Regions from separate parts of the Sus scrofa genome. Here regions 1, 2, 3 and 5 are each linked to region 4. A link is a contact called in public Hi-C and HiChIP or PLAC-seq data. All regions are on one chromosome and are shown on one strand. Each heading gives the region's core, a stretch centred on a gene start, on an enhancer-like site or on the middle of the called end of the contact. The rest is flanking DNA. Distances are from core to core; before and after follow the strand shown. Region 1 overlaps PEAK1 (pseudopodium enriched atypical kinase 1). Region 2 overlaps HMG20A (high mobility group protein 20A). Region 3 holds the start of HMG20A (high mobility group protein 20A). Region 4 overlaps PEAK1 (pseudopodium enriched atypical kinase 1). Region 5 overlaps PSTPIP1 (proline-serine-threonine phosphatase interacting protein 1).

What was found. Hi-C and Micro-C count contacts between places; a contact is called where the count stands out from the background. HiChIP or PLAC-seq counts read pairs in DNA pulled down with a chosen protein or histone mark.
Region 1: a contact with region 4 is called in an H3K27ac HiChIP or PLAC-seq map of alveolar macrophages. The contact joins two enhancer-like sites. A contact is called at or near these places in 1 of 47 Hi-C or Micro-C datasets (embryonic fibroblasts) and 2 of 2 datasets of contacts at active chromatin or transcription factors (alveolar macrophages and skeletal muscle).
Region 2: a contact with region 4 is called in an H3K27ac HiChIP or PLAC-seq map of alveolar macrophages. The contact joins two enhancer-like sites. A contact is called at or near these places in 2 of 2 datasets of contacts at active chromatin or transcription factors (alveolar macrophages and skeletal muscle).
Region 3: a contact with region 4 is called in an H3K27ac HiChIP or PLAC-seq map of skeletal muscle, with 10 times the contacts expected there. The contact joins the promoter of HMG20A here to the enhancer-like site in region 4. A contact is called at or near these places in 1 of 5 promoter capture datasets (liver), 4 of 47 Hi-C or Micro-C datasets (embryonic fibroblasts, fetal heart ventricle, fibroblasts and 1 more) and 2 of 2 datasets of contacts at active chromatin or transcription factors (alveolar macrophages and skeletal muscle).
Region 5: a Hi-C map of embryonic fibroblasts shows a contact between it and region 4, with 2.2 times the contacts expected there. The contact joins two enhancer-like sites. A contact is called at or near these places in 3 of 47 Hi-C or Micro-C datasets (embryonic fibroblasts, heart right ventricle and subcutaneous adipose tissue) and 1 of 2 datasets of contacts at active chromatin or transcription factors (alveolar macrophages).

Annotation. Positions count from the first base shown.
Region 1 is chr7:57,419,312-57,422,011 of Sscrofa11.1, forward strand. The region is part of intron 1 of PEAK1 (pseudopodium enriched atypical kinase 1); the gene reads right to left. Among named protein-coding and RNA genes, the nearest start is that of PEAK1, 24 kb to the right of the region's middle. Within about 2 kb of position 1,345, at least 2 of the 83 cell types and tissues checked have an H3K27ac peak or open chromatin away from gene starts, as enhancers often do. A contact at or near this core is called in alveolar macrophages, where this site is marked.
Region 2 is chr7:57,531,911-57,534,778 of Sscrofa11.1, forward strand. The region is part of intron 2 of HMG20A (high mobility group protein 20A); the gene reads left to right. Among named protein-coding and RNA genes, the nearest start is that of HMG20A, 29 kb to the left of the region's middle. Within about 2 kb of position 1,446, at least 3 of the 83 cell types and tissues checked have an H3K27ac peak or open chromatin away from gene starts, as enhancers often do. A contact at or near this core is called in alveolar macrophages, where this site is marked.
Region 3 is chr7:57,502,725-57,505,424 of Sscrofa11.1, forward strand. HMG20A (high mobility group protein 20A) reads left to right here and starts at 1,324. Exons shown (of 11, transcript XM_021099019.1): 1 at 1,324-1,846; 2 at 2,258-2,401. It also overlaps a transcript of PEAK1 not described here.
Region 4 is chr7:57,286,051-57,288,750 of Sscrofa11.1, forward strand. All of the region lies in intron 2 of PEAK1 (pseudopodium enriched atypical kinase 1), which reads right to left. Among named protein-coding and RNA genes, the nearest start is that of TSPAN3, 100 kb to the left of the region's middle. Within about 2 kb of position 1,416, at least 28 of the 83 cell types and tissues checked have an H3K27ac peak or open chromatin away from gene starts, as enhancers often do. A contact at or near this core is called in alveolar macrophages, liver and skeletal muscle, where this site is marked.
Region 5 is chr7:57,131,942-57,134,641 of Sscrofa11.1, forward strand. The region is part of intron 3 of PSTPIP1 (proline-serine-threonine phosphatase interacting protein 1); the gene reads left to right. Among named protein-coding and RNA genes, the nearest start is that of PSTPIP1, 30 kb to the left of the region's middle. Within about 2 kb of position 1,355, at least 16 of the 83 cell types and tissues checked have an H3K27ac peak or open chromatin away from gene starts, as enhancers often do. A contact at or near this core is called in alveolar macrophages, where this site is marked.

The DNA.
Region 1 (2,700 bases), core at 95-2,594, 130 kb after region 4:
GGTCAATATATTAGTCTTCATATCAATTTACATGTTTCAAATATTTTATAACTTTTTAAAAGTGAAAACAAAATTTATACAAAATTAACTCAAAATAGATCACAGACCTAAATATAAAACACAAAACTATAAAAATCCTGGAAAATACCATAGGGAAAAAAATCTAGGTGACCTTGGGTTTGATGATGGCTTTTATATACAACACCAAAAGCATGATCAAGTAACAAAGAAATCTTTAAGATGGACTTTACTAAAATTAAAACCTGTGCTCTGTGAAAGACATCATTAATGAAAAAACTATAAGCTATACACTGTGAGAAATATTAGCAAAAGCGTATCTGATAAAGGAGTATTACCCCCAAATATGCAAAGAATTCAAACTCAACAATAAGCAAATTAAAAAACATGATTAAAAAGTAAACAAAAGACCTAAAGACATCTAACCAAAAAAGATATACAAATGGAAAATAAACATATGAAAAGATACTAACATCATATGCCATTAGAAAACTGCAAATGAAAACAATAAAATTCCACAGCACACATCTATTAGAAAGGCTAAAATCCAAAACAGTGACAACACCAAATGCTGACAAGGTATGGAGCAACAGAAACTCTCATTCATTGCTGTGGAATGCAAAATGGTAAATCACTTTGGAAAAGTTTGGCAATTTCTTACAAAGCTAAACTTAGTCTTACTACATGATCCAGCAATTGCAGTCCAATTGGAGAACCAATGTCTACCAAAAAAATCTGCACATGAATGTTTATAGCAGCTTTATTAATAATTGCAAAAACTTGGAAGTAATCAAGATATCCTAGAGTTCCCATTGTGGCTCATCAGGTTAAGAACCCAATATCCATGAAGATGAGGGTTCAATCCCTGGCCTCACTCAGTGGGATAAAGGATCCAGCATTCCCATGAGCTGCGGTGCAGGTTACAGATATGGCTCGGATGTAGTGTTGCTGTGGCTGTGGTGTAGGCTCCAATTCGACCCCTAGCCCAGGGAACTTCCATATAATGCAGGCATGGCCCTAAGAAAAAAAAAAAAAAAAGAGCAATTTTCTTGCCATCCCTGCCAATAGAAAAGGTCTGTTGAAAGCAGACATGCAAGCTCCAGAAGTTAGTAAGGAAGGGAAGGATACAGTTGACCCCTTACAAGTGGAAATGAAAACCTATCTCTGCATAGACCAAGACAAAGTCCAAAGAAAACAAATGGCTGCGTGGGGCAAATGCTCTTGTGGTCAGGTCATGTGAACATTGATTTCAGCATGACTGACCGGCCACAACAGAGGGGAAATAAATGCCCTCTGGGGGTGGGGGCGGGGGGCACAAGGGAGGGAGAGAATTAGGGAGAGTACATCTATACAATGCAATACTATGAGTGTGTGTGTTGACGTACGGCAAGAGTGGATGGTGAATTGTAATCTTATCAAAAAAAAAAAAAAAACCCATGACCTAGAGGGTTAAGGCTCCTGCCTTTCTCACCACTGTGGCTCTGGTTGCTGCTGTGTGGTGCAGGTTCAATCCCTGGCCCAGGAACAAACAACTTCTACACGCTGCCCATGTGTACAAAAGGTAAAAAATAAAGCTGAAATGGTGGGAGGAGGGGGGACGAAAAAAAGAAAAGAAATGAAAAAAGATATTTTTCAATTGGTAAATGGATAAACTGTGGTAAATGCACACAATGGACTATTATTCAGCAATAAAAATAAACAAGCTATTGAGTAACAAAAAGACATGGAGGGGAGTTCCCACCATGGCTCAGTGGTTAACGAATCTGACTAGGAACCATGAGGTTGCTGGTTCAATCCCTGGCCTCGTTCAGTGGGTTAAGGATCTGGTGTTGCTGTGAGCTGTGGTGTAGGTCATAGAAATGGCTCTGATTCCGTGCTGCTATGGCTCTGGCATAGGCCGGAGGCTACAGCTCTGATTAGACCCCTAGCCTGGGAACCTCCATATGCCACGGGAGTGGCCCTAGAAAAGGTAAAAAGACAAAAAAAAAAAAAAAAATAAGACGTGGAGGAACCTTAAAGATTTATTGCTAAGTGAAAGAAGCCAGTCTGAAAAGACTACATATTATATGATTTCAACTATGTGACAGTCTAAAAAAGGCAAAACTATAGAGCCAGCAAAGCAATGAGTGGTGGTAATCAGGAGCTGGGGGGCAATGAAAGAGAAGGATGGATAGGTAGAACATAGGGGTTTTGTGAGGCAGTGACACTATTCTGTATAATACTATAATGGTAGACCCATGACATTATGAATTTGTCAAAACCCATGAAGTTGTACAACATAAAGAGTAAACACTAATGCAAACTCAGTTTATAATAAGGTATCAATATTGTTCATTAATTATAACAAAGGTACAACTATTCTTTTTCAATTCCAAATGAGTGTACTGAAATTCAATTTTGGCCCTAGCCACTCAGAGCTAGCGTGGAGCTCACAAACCAAAAGACATTATCCCATATAAGACTGCACTTATTTCAAATGCCAGCCACACTTTAGGAGCCCCCTGGCCACCTGCATTTCTAATCAACTGGCCACAAAAACAGGGATTCCTATGATTCCCTCAGTTTGATAACTTGCTAAGACAACTCACATAACTCAGGAAAGCATTATACTTATGATTGCAGTTTTCTTATAAAGGATACACACAGGGCAAGGTCTAGGATATTCCCAAATATAGGGCTTCC
Region 2 (2,868 bases), core at 196-2,695, 250 kb after region 4:
ACATTCTTTTATTTTTGCAGAGCACATAAAGAAATAGTTATTTGATCCTCACAATATCTTTTTGAGTTAAATAGAGAAGGTATTATTAGCACCATTTAACATATGAAGGTATGGAAAGCAGTCACATAGTGCCTCTACTTGGTACTATAGTGGGTTTCTGTTCTCTGCAGAAGTACTTGCTAACCACAGCCAAGTGAGTGCATTTAATGTAGAAAGAAGAGCAAAACAAATCCTTCAGCAAATTCCTATTCCCTGGGATGTCACTGTGACTTACTGGATTAAGTAGGCTTTTGAACAGCAATAGGCAACTCTGGAAATACAAATTTTGTAGATTTTAGTAAATACACTCAACACCAATCATCTTGAGGTGATTTAATTAGTCTAGTCACTCCTCAGTTAGTTACTGCTGATATAGCTTTAAACTTGTTTTTGTTTCACCTGGAAACAAAATCAGTAGCTTGTAAACTGCTAAGATAACATCTAAGCACTTGATCTGGGTGACAGCCTAGAGGCTCTGTGTACAGGAAGGGTGAAGCCTTATCATATTGGGAAGGGTATGTAAAGGAAAAATGTTCCTGGGAAACTGGTCTTCTAGAGTTTTAAATGTGTCAAGTTTGAACTGTGTGGCTATTTTTTTTAACTTTCTGAAGTCATAAGCATTATCAGCTTTTGGATTCGAAAGCAAATATAGCAGAATAATTTTGAGTTTCTCTCATTTAAACTGCTCTGTTAAACTCAAATGTACCTATTTGTTTTGTAGGGAAAATTGTGAATTTCAAAAGCAAAATATAGTAAAACAATTCTGGGTTTCTTTCATTTGAACTTTGATGTTAAACTGAAACTGTACCTATTTGTTTTGTAAGGAAAATTGTGAATTTCAAAAGCAAAATATAGCAAAGTCTAAGTTTTAAATTTTCTTTCCATTTAAACTGTTCTGTTAAACTGCAACTGTGCCAATTTATTTTGTGAGGAAAACTGTGAATTTCATTTTATTGTTCAAAGTGGTAAAGACTATTGATGGTTTTGCCTCCCTGCAGCTAAAGGGTTTTTTTGGTTTGGTTTGTTGTTATTGTCTTCAACTTTTGGCCGAAGAAAACGTCCCCACTACCTAGAGTTCTGTTTTTCTTTTAGGAATTCTTTGTAGAAAGAGAACTTAATTTGTATCAAATTAATTGATTGATTAAAATGAAGTTGATTAAAATGAAGAACACTTTGATGGGATCTATTTCCTTTTATTACACTATAGCTTTTATAAGTGATCTCTGACTTTCCTTAAAACATCATCATTTACTTTTTAGTATTCATCAGCTTTGAAAGGGTAAAAGATTTGGGAATTATTGACTGTAACAGAAAGGAACATTCTTTCCATCTCTTCTTTGCAGTGTTGCTTCACAGCTGCAAGTTTGAGCTGAAGAAAGCAGTGTCAAACGTAGGAAAATAGAGGAACTATGTAAGGACCCTTGCCCTAGAACTGTTAACTAGTAAGTTTTTGTTTGGGTCCTCTTTCTCATATATAGACTTCCTCAGACTCCAGACTTGAATCATTTTGTTTTGGAGGTAGAAAGGAATCCTGTCTGCCTCCTTGATATGAATCTAGATTCCAAACATGTAAGTACCCTGAGCTAAGTGTTCCCTCTCAGGTTTTCCTCAGTCGGTATTTTCTGTTTCCTTCAGATGCTCTGTGAACTTATCACACTACTAAGCAGTTACCTTAGTTGGTCGCCCCATCTATTCATCTGTGTTTCTTCCCTGTTTTTCTTATATTAAATAAATAGCTTTACACACATGAGCTACTACAGCCCTTGCATTTTTTCCCACTGTTTTGCCCTTCTTCGCCCCACTAGATTATGAACTGTAAAAGGACAAAATTTCTTGTTAATCTTATTTACTTCTATGTCTTTGATGCCTAACACAGTGAACATATAATAAACTGTGAAAAGCATTGCTTTTTCAGCTTTTTTAAAACTCATTTCCCTATTTTTTTTTTTTTTTTTAAAGCCTACACCACAGCTACAGCAATGCAGGATCTGAGCCACAGCTTGTAGTAACGCTGGATCCTTAACTCACTGAGCGAGGCCAGGGATCGAACCCATATCCTCACAGATACTGTGTTGGGTTCCTAACTTGCTGAGCCACAAGAGGAATGCCTCATTTCCCTCTTGGTAAACACAAAAATCCTCTATTCTTTTTTTTTGTTTTTTTGCTTTTTAGGGCCTGACTTGAGGCATATGGAGGTTCCCAGGCTAGGGGCTGAATTGGAGCTGCCTACACCAGAGCCATAGCAACGCAGGATCCAAGCCTCATCTGTGACCTACACCACAGCTCATGGCAATGCTGGATCCTTAACCCACTGAGCGAGGCCAGGGATCAAACCTGCATGCTCATGGATCCTAGTCGGGTTCGTAAACCTCTGAGCCACAAAGGGAACTCCAAAATTCCTCTATTCTGATATAGCCTTCGTGAGAATCACCAAGAAGTGAGTGAAAAAATATACACATGTATCTTTACCAAACAAGAACATTAACTCTCTGTATTTTGTACAATTAATTACTTCTGTTTTCTAAATATAAAATAAGATTATAACATTGAATATTATTGAAAATACCTTTTCAAATATCATATGGCCTCCTAGGTGGAATATTAACTGTCTTGGCCTTCCCTTCTCCCACCTACCTCCTGTCTCAACCCTCCACCTCTGCCTCATACACGCCTAACTTTTTACTATTTCATAGTACCCCAGTGTCCCAGGAAATTATTTGGGGAAGTACCCATACCAAGGAAGTTTTATTAGATTACTTTAAGTTCTGACACTGGTGCAGAAGTTTTTTACTTCTGCAGTTATCTCTTTGTTTTACTAATAATAAAAGC
Region 3 (2,700 bases), core at 74-2,573, 220 kb after region 4:
GATTGCAAGAAAGTAACATTTAAAGGTAGAAGGGCTCCTCTTTCCCGTAGCTCTCAGTAGTTTTTTTAACGTAGTCAAAGGACGAAAAAGACCAAATCAAGCTCTCAGGCGAATGGTGCAGGCGACCGGGAGGAGGTACAGAAGGGGGCTCAGACAGCAGCTTCCCATCACGGAAGGTAAGAAAAGTTGTAAGAACGGATGAGTCAAAGGGTAAGGGAGAAACAAAACTGATCCAACAAACAATTCGAAATCCCCAAATAACCCGCATCTTAGGAGTCTTACAAACCTCAGAGCGAAGTGAGCAAAGAGCCAACGGGTTTCGTCCTGGCGCTGCTGGCCAGGCTGCTCCAGATCCTCCCGGGTTTGGAGGTGGCTGTCCGGCACACTTAGCAAGAGCAAGGGGAGTCCTTCCTGCCCCAGCCTCACAGCGTTCACTACTCTAGGCTCCACTTTCCCCAGCAGCCTTCCAGCCGCGCCCGGGGGCGTCTCTCGCCGCCAGGTCCCAACTTTCCCTCCTCTGGGGGGCGCCGAGCTACTGGGGCTGCCGCCTCCGCCGCCACCGAAAGAGGGGGCGGAGGCGGCCGGGGCGCGAGGGGGCGCGCGGCGCCGCGGGCCCCGAGGTCGGCGGGGCGCGGGGGTGGCCGCGGCCAGAGAGCCTGTGCCCGGCCGGACGCTCTGACCGCCAGAACCCCCGCAGAGGCGCCACCGGGACCCCGCGCCGCCCCGCCCGTATTCTCCCAGGTCATCGCCCTCACCCCGCAACGACCCTGGTCCCACAAGCCGGCGCGAGAGAAGGGAAGCGAGAGGACGCGGACAACTCTATCTCTGTTACCTGAGGGGCGCACAAGCCGCCGCGGTGACCACCATCGTTCGCCGTCCCGTATCCTTCCTGGTGACCGCAGCCGTCGCCGCCGAGCAACTGACACTGACTAACAACAACTAACTACTCGCCGCCGCCGAGTCCACCGCGCGCTCCCGGCTGCCCGCAGCTCGCCGCCCGCCCGGCCCACCAGCCTGCCCGCCTCCTCCCAGCCAGCTCGCCTCCCCTCCGCGCGCGCACTCGCCGCCGAGCTACTTGAACGAGCACGCGCGCGCGCACGGGCCCAAGGCCCTCTCCCTGTCTCGCTTTAGCCCCGAGGGAGGAGTCACCATGAAGCCCCTCCTCTCGCGTTCCTACCTCCAGAGGAAGAGCTCTAGAGAGAGGTCTGATTGGCTGAAGAGGGCGTGGCCAAAGGAAGAGGGCCGGACGATAAGGACTGGGAAGGGAAATTTCAGGTCTATTACGATCCTGGGAAGGGACATTTCAGGTCTATTATGGTCCAGAGGGAAAGGGGAGTGAAGTATTGTCCCTTTTCATGCCAGAGTCCCCTCGGTCGGCCTGCTGTCGAATACAGAATAGGTATCTTCAAGGACTCCAGCCTACAGTAATTAGCAATTTTAAGTCCTGATTCTTTCTGCAGGCCTTAGCAATTTTAAAAAACTACATCTCCCAGAAACCTCCGCGAAAATAAGTCTCACCTTGCGTAATCACGTAGTCTTTCGCCGCCTTTGAACAAAATAATCCCTTCATTTTTCTGAAGGTATAGGGAATAATATTTGATTTCTCTCCTCACTGGAACAGTCTTAAATGCTGCAATAAGGGAAGTTACCTATGGGAAGGTGGTTAAGCGATTAGCTAAAGGGAAGGAAAGGACATCAAAATAAAGCAGTGCGGAGGAATTTTTGTCAAGCTGTGAGACGACGGAGTGAGAAGCGTGAAGGCGATTGAGAGGGGCTCAGGGAATTGTCCTCTGTGCCAGGGACTTTCTTTAGGCCCCAGGCCCCCGCCTGTCCCTATCTTCAGCAGGTCAGTAAGCAAGGCAACCTTGGGGGTGGCCACAGTGGAGCTGCCCTTCACCCCTTGAAGATCATCCCTCTTTTGCTGTTATTATTGGTTTGTCTGTTTGAGGCCGACTAACTGGGGGCGCCTCACTTCCGGTTGGGGGAGGGGAAGAAGGCCATCCTGGGGGAGGGGGGACCGTAACTCACTTCCTGTGGGGGTAGGGTGATGGTTTGGGTGTCCAGCCCACTTTTTATGCCGGCGAGGGCTTGAAAAGGTGATGCCTGGTGCCATATGCATAGACAGTATCTTAAAGCTTTGGGATTGTGTCTTATGCGAAAAGTTAGGTTATTCCACCTAGTTGTGCTAATCACCAGGCTCCAGTCAGAATTTGAGTTTTGGTTCCACGTGTAAGATGGAAAATTTTCTCTCCAACAGAATTTCCTTAGTGCGTTCTTCAAAGAATTCGAAACCCCTTGTTAAAATTCTCTACTCATCTCTACAAGATGACATACTTTCTTGCGTGACTCATGAATTGCCCATCCCTGCTTCCCTACTGAAGTCTAACCTTGGCTGAATAAGGTATAGCGATGTTCTCTGCCATGACATACCACAGGAACTCTGTAGTTTCTCATAAGGAGGTAGTTTATTACAAGACTCAATATTTTACCTAAATTATGAAGCATTTTCACCTGACCACAGTGAAAATATCATACTGAAGTACTCAATTACTTGGTGTTACTTTAACTGATTGTGATTATCTTAAATCCTTAGTCTTGTTAATTTTAGGCAACAGGTTCTGCCCTTTGCCTTAAAACAACTTCCTCAGCTCTCACATTGCTTACATGTAACTTACTGTTTGTGAAAGTTACACTGTAGTA
Region 4 (2,700 bases), core at 166-2,665:
CAACACTGACACCTCCAAAATGGGAAACTCCAGTCACCAGAGTTGTGCTTGAGAAATAAAAAAATGTGTCTCCTGAGGCACTTAAGCAAGGATATATGACAGTCTACTCTGGCCTCTTCTATTTATTTGCTAAAACAGGTCTGCTGTGGAGCATCAAAATAGAATCTTTGATAAGAAAAACTCATTTGCCTTCACATTCCTTATTATCTCAAAGCAAATCCTGCAAATGAAATGGTCAAAGGGAGAGTTTAATGGCTGAAGCTGCCCCTAGGAACCAGCTGGGATTCCATGATCTAAAATCCGATTTCATATTTGACAATTTTCAAGACCAAAGCCCTTTGGGCTATAGATGCAGCTATTCAAGAGTAGTCTATTTCATGTCAAGTCATGACAGCATTTTAAGACTCTATTACTGTTTTTTACTTTCTCTACCACTATACAGACAATGACAATAATTAGTTTGCTTCTAGTTGAACAGTTTCAAGCAGATTTGATATAAAACAACCAAATCCACATAGGATTTCAATCTTGGCATAAACAGGCCCACAGAAGTAGCTAGAACTTCTCAAGCTAGATACAATTTCCAAGTCAGTGAAGAAGATGAGAGTGGGTAGGTGGTATATTAAGCACCACATACGAAGCATTTCCTAAAGCACCCGTGGAGAAACTGTTAATAAGCGAGGATGGGGAATGGATTGCTCAGCTCCTTTCCCAATCTTGTGACTCCCGGAGGCCATTATCTCTCTTCACAAAATCTGTCATACCGCCAAAGAGGTAGAATCAAGAATTCTCACTGCTGTACAAGGGCTTTTAAGGATACTCTTCACTGAGAAACTATCGCCTATATGTCATCCAGCACATTATTCTACCTCTGGGCTACTGAAGTAAAATTTATAAGCCAAGATTCTCATTAGGCTTTTGTAATGGAATGTGTGGGTCACTTAAAGAAAAAAAGGAAAGGAAAATGTGACAAGTATCCCTGCGTCATTGTTCCCAACCTTTCCTCCTTCCACAGTGAAAAATGCTGACCTGATACCTCAACCAGCTGCCAAACCCTTCAGTACATGACTAAAAGGGTGGGGAGAGGAAGTGAAAGCAAAGCTGCAGGAAAAGGCTTTGTAGGAGATAAAACACAGCTTTAAGTTGGTACACAAATGGAAATTCCATGCGTAAAAGGAACTTTCTTAGTTTGACATCTGACCACATCTCCCAAAAAAATCAGTTTCTTGCTATGCCAAGAATAGGCAAAATCTTAAGATATAGGGTTCTACCTAAAGAAGAAACCAAGGTTAAACCTGCTTAATTTTGAAAACTTAACTAAAGCACTGCTGAAAGGAAGAAGCCCATCCACTTCCAGTTGTTTTAACCACAAGTTTTTTTTCCCAACAATTTACTGTTCCTGTCACATGGTAGTCATTCCAGGATAGGAATTGTGCAACTGCAGATGCACCACTGTAAAGAGGCACTGCTTGGGTTCCAACTCATTTTTTGAGTTGAAACTCTTTGATGAACCAGTTAAGTAATAATTATTATTACTATAAACTAGGTAACAACTAGTGATAAGATTATATGTTGCAAAACTAAGTTTAAAACCTTATCTAAAAACAGCCAAGGACTCCTGTTTTACAATTTTAATCCTGTTCACAAACTATGCCCTCTGTTTGGAATGTATATTTCTAGTACAGTTCCATTTGACAATACCCTGTTTACCCTTCAAACCAGTTAAAAATTTATCTGTGATGAAGCTTTACCTCATTCCCTAAATATCTTTATTAGAAGACCATGCTGTGCTGTAATTATATAAGTCTCTAGAAGGCAGGGCTGTGTCTTTTCCACCTCTATATCTCTTGGATTGCTTAGAATATACTCGACACTAAACAAGTGCTTCCTGAATAATAATAATTTTAGCTAGTATGATGTACACACTATTATTAGTCTCTTTTTGCTGATGAAGAAACTGAGACTTGCCCAAGGTCACACAGGTAACATGGCAGAGCCAGGACGCATGACTGCACACATGCGTAAATGGTACAGTTCAGCTATTCATGGCATCTGGAAGCTGCTTTAGACTTAAGCATGGTGGTACTTGAGAAACAGTTCACTCAGCAGCAGCAGCACTGCTTACCACAGTGGAATTCCATCTTGAACAAAGAGGTGTTAGAAGCAGGCATGCCCACACTTCCCTAGCTCACCTCTGAGGTGGCAGGGTCCATGTGCTCAGTGCAGAGCAAGCTAAGAGTAAACTAACAGGCACACAATTAGCTAGTTGGGCTCTTCCAAAGCTGTGGGGTTGTGTGTGTGTGTGTGTGTGTGTGTGTGTGTGTGTGTTTCAGAGTATTGAAGGAGTGAATATTGTGAGGCAAATTAAGTATGGTCTTTCATCCAGTCTAGCCTGAGTCAGGAGCCACCTTTATTTGGAGGGGCCTGTGAAGTGGCTGGTTGAGAGCGAATGGTAAGAAGTTGTCTTGCTGTGTTTTTCTCCACCGTCTTCAACTGCCAAGTGAAGAAAGCTGGACTTCATGCTAATTGAGATGTGAAAAAAATAGGTGGTCTCTGGTTTGAAAGAAGGGAACAAGCAAGAGGGGACATGAGGGCACTGCAAGATTCAATGGGAAGAGAAAGAAGAAAAAGGAGGAGGGAAAAGAAGTTGGGAAGGAAAAAGAAGTAAGAAACAGCTGATAATAATGAAAGAAACCCCAT
Region 5 (2,700 bases), core at 105-2,604, 150 kb before region 4:
TTGCAGCCACCTCAAGACTGGGAAGTGGAACACGGGTGGGTTTGGAGTTGGGAAAAGCCTTGGAACTTATTGAACATTGAGTTTGTTGTTCTGGGTTATAAGCCTGAGACAGTGGGGAGAAGAACCAGGCATTTCCTCTGTTTATGGGCTCACAGTTCAGTGTGGTGACAGACACTCAGTATATCAACCCAAGATGACAATGGGAACAAGTGCTCAGAAGGGACAGAGGAGAAGCCAGGAGAATGTGCTGCACATAGGGAATTAGCATGTGCAAAGGCCCTGAGGTAAGAAGGAATGTGGCCTAGGGAAGGAACTGGTAGGTGGCCAAGTGACAGGACTAACAGGTGAGAAGTGACCCTGGAGGGAGGGAGGTGATGGGCAAGGGCTAGGGTGGTGGCGTGAGAGGTGGACGGATAGGAGATCTGTGAGGTGGAGAAGGATGGTTGAGTCAAGGGTGCCTGTGTGTCCGGTGTTCATAATCTAGTAGAGGGGGGCGCCTTTGCTGAGAAGGGAGCCCTACAGGGGGAGCAGGTTTGGGGGGTGATGACTCCCATTTTGGATGCTCTGAGTTTGAGGTGTCTGTGAGGTGTGGGGTCCAAAGGGAGGTGAGGACCAGGCAGTGGATGTGCAGGCCCTGGGCTCTGGGAGGGATCTGAGCAGGATGTGGGGGTGTTGTGGGTGGGGGGAGGGTAGAGACGTGGCCATGCTGGGCTAGAGAGGCTGTAATCATCATGGGGAGACTGAGGCAGGAGGTGAGTGTGGGGGCGATGAGCGGGATGGAGGGTGTAACTGCTGGCAAGGCATCCATTTGTCCTGGAGTCCTGACGTCTCCACTCCCTCCACTATGGCCATCACCCCTCCCTCCTCTGATAAGAAGCAGAGGGCTGGCCTTGACCTGGTCCCACCTGGTTCCTCCTCTCACCAGCTGTGCGGCCATGGTCATTTTCTTCACCTCTCTGACTCTTGTTTTTCACATCTGTAAAATGGGGATAATGATGGCACCCTCCCTGGCTGGCAGAGTTGTGAGGACAATAATTTAGGCCAAGAATTCTGAGTTCTTATATCAGCGGTACCTGGAGCCTTGTCAAAACGGTGTGCTGGGCCCCCACCCCCCAGCTTCTGCTTTGGGAGGACTGGGGTAGAGCCTGAGAATCTGCGTTTCTAACAAACCCCCAGGTGATGCGGATGCTGCTGGTTTGCTGCTCCTCCATGGCCTCAGTTTCCCTAACTGACCTGTGGGAGGAGGGAGCCCCCTGCCAAGCCTGACTTGCAAGGATTGCAGGAGAGAGGGCAGAAGGGCAGGGCTGTCTCACTGGGTGTCATGCGGCGATAAGGCCACCAGGGGGCGCGCGCGCTGCTTCGCGGAGCGGCGGGGTGGAAGCCGAGGGCACGCTGGGCGGATAGCGGCAAAAGAATGCGGCTAGGGCAGGACGCTTCGCCGTGTGACCCAGCAAGCCTGGCCACCCTCTGGCCTGTTTCCCTAATATGCCCAATTGGCTATGGCTCCTCAGGAGTCCTGGTGAAGGGGGCAGCCGCAGTATGTATTTCGCCTCCTTAGTTAAGGGACCATAAACACAGGCGGAGAATTTTACTCCTGAGAGCCGACAAGCCTCACTTCAGGGCCAATCTAGAGCCCCACACACCAGCTCTGTCTGGGTGCTTGGAGACTCACCCACGGGCCCAGGCCGGGCATCCCTCACACACATGTGCTCATGATCAGTTTGTTCCTCACGCCCACGGGGTGGCAGGGAGTGAGGGAAAGGGAGCCTAATCTATGGGGCTGCTTCAAGGGGACCCCCTACCTGAAGGCGAACCAACAGGAGGTTTCTGATAATAGGGGACATGCATTAAGGTCTTAGATAGAGTGTTTTGAGGGCATAGCTCAGGTCAGGTTCAGGAGTCTGAGGGATCCCCCCCAGGATGCCTCCGGTTGTGCAGATGTGGGCTCAGCAGAGGGAGGCCTAACAACAGCAGCCCTTGTAAAGCACCTGCTTTGCACCAGGTCCTGACAGAGGTACTCTATACATATGAATTCATTTGATCCTCACAACCATTCTGTTTGTGCTGTTTTTATCCCCATTTGGCAGAAGGGGAAACTGAGACACAGGCTAAGGAACTTGTCCAAGGTCACACAGAGAGTGAGTGGCAGGGTTTGGACTGAACCCAGACCATCTGGCTCCAGGGTCGTCTTCTAATGCATGTGGGAGTCCAGAGTGGGAGGTCCCTACCCAGGTTCCTAGCCTGGGAGTACGAGTCACTTCCCTCCTCTGCCAGGAGGTGGTGCTCACCCCTCTGAGAGGCCCCTGTGCCTGACAGGCTGGGGCAGGCATTTCCCTGTCAGTTCTATTCTGACCCAAGGATCCCTGTGCCTCCTGGTGCCCCTCACCTCCCAGCAGACAGGATGGGGTTCCAAGGGGGCTCGACACCTCTGCTCGGGCCTCAGCTCGATTTGTAGCTCTGGGAGAGACCCCCTCCACAGGACTGCCAGATAAAATACAGAATGCCTCGGTAAATTTGAATTTCAGATAAATGACAGATATTTTAAAAATGTAAGTATATTCCAAATATTACCAGGGGCATGCTTATATTCAAAAAGTATTTGTTTATCTGAAATCTGAACTTAACTATCCGGCATTTTTATTTGCTCCATCTCGCAATTCTACCTGGTGCATCACCCCTCACCTCCCATGCCCAGCGCCA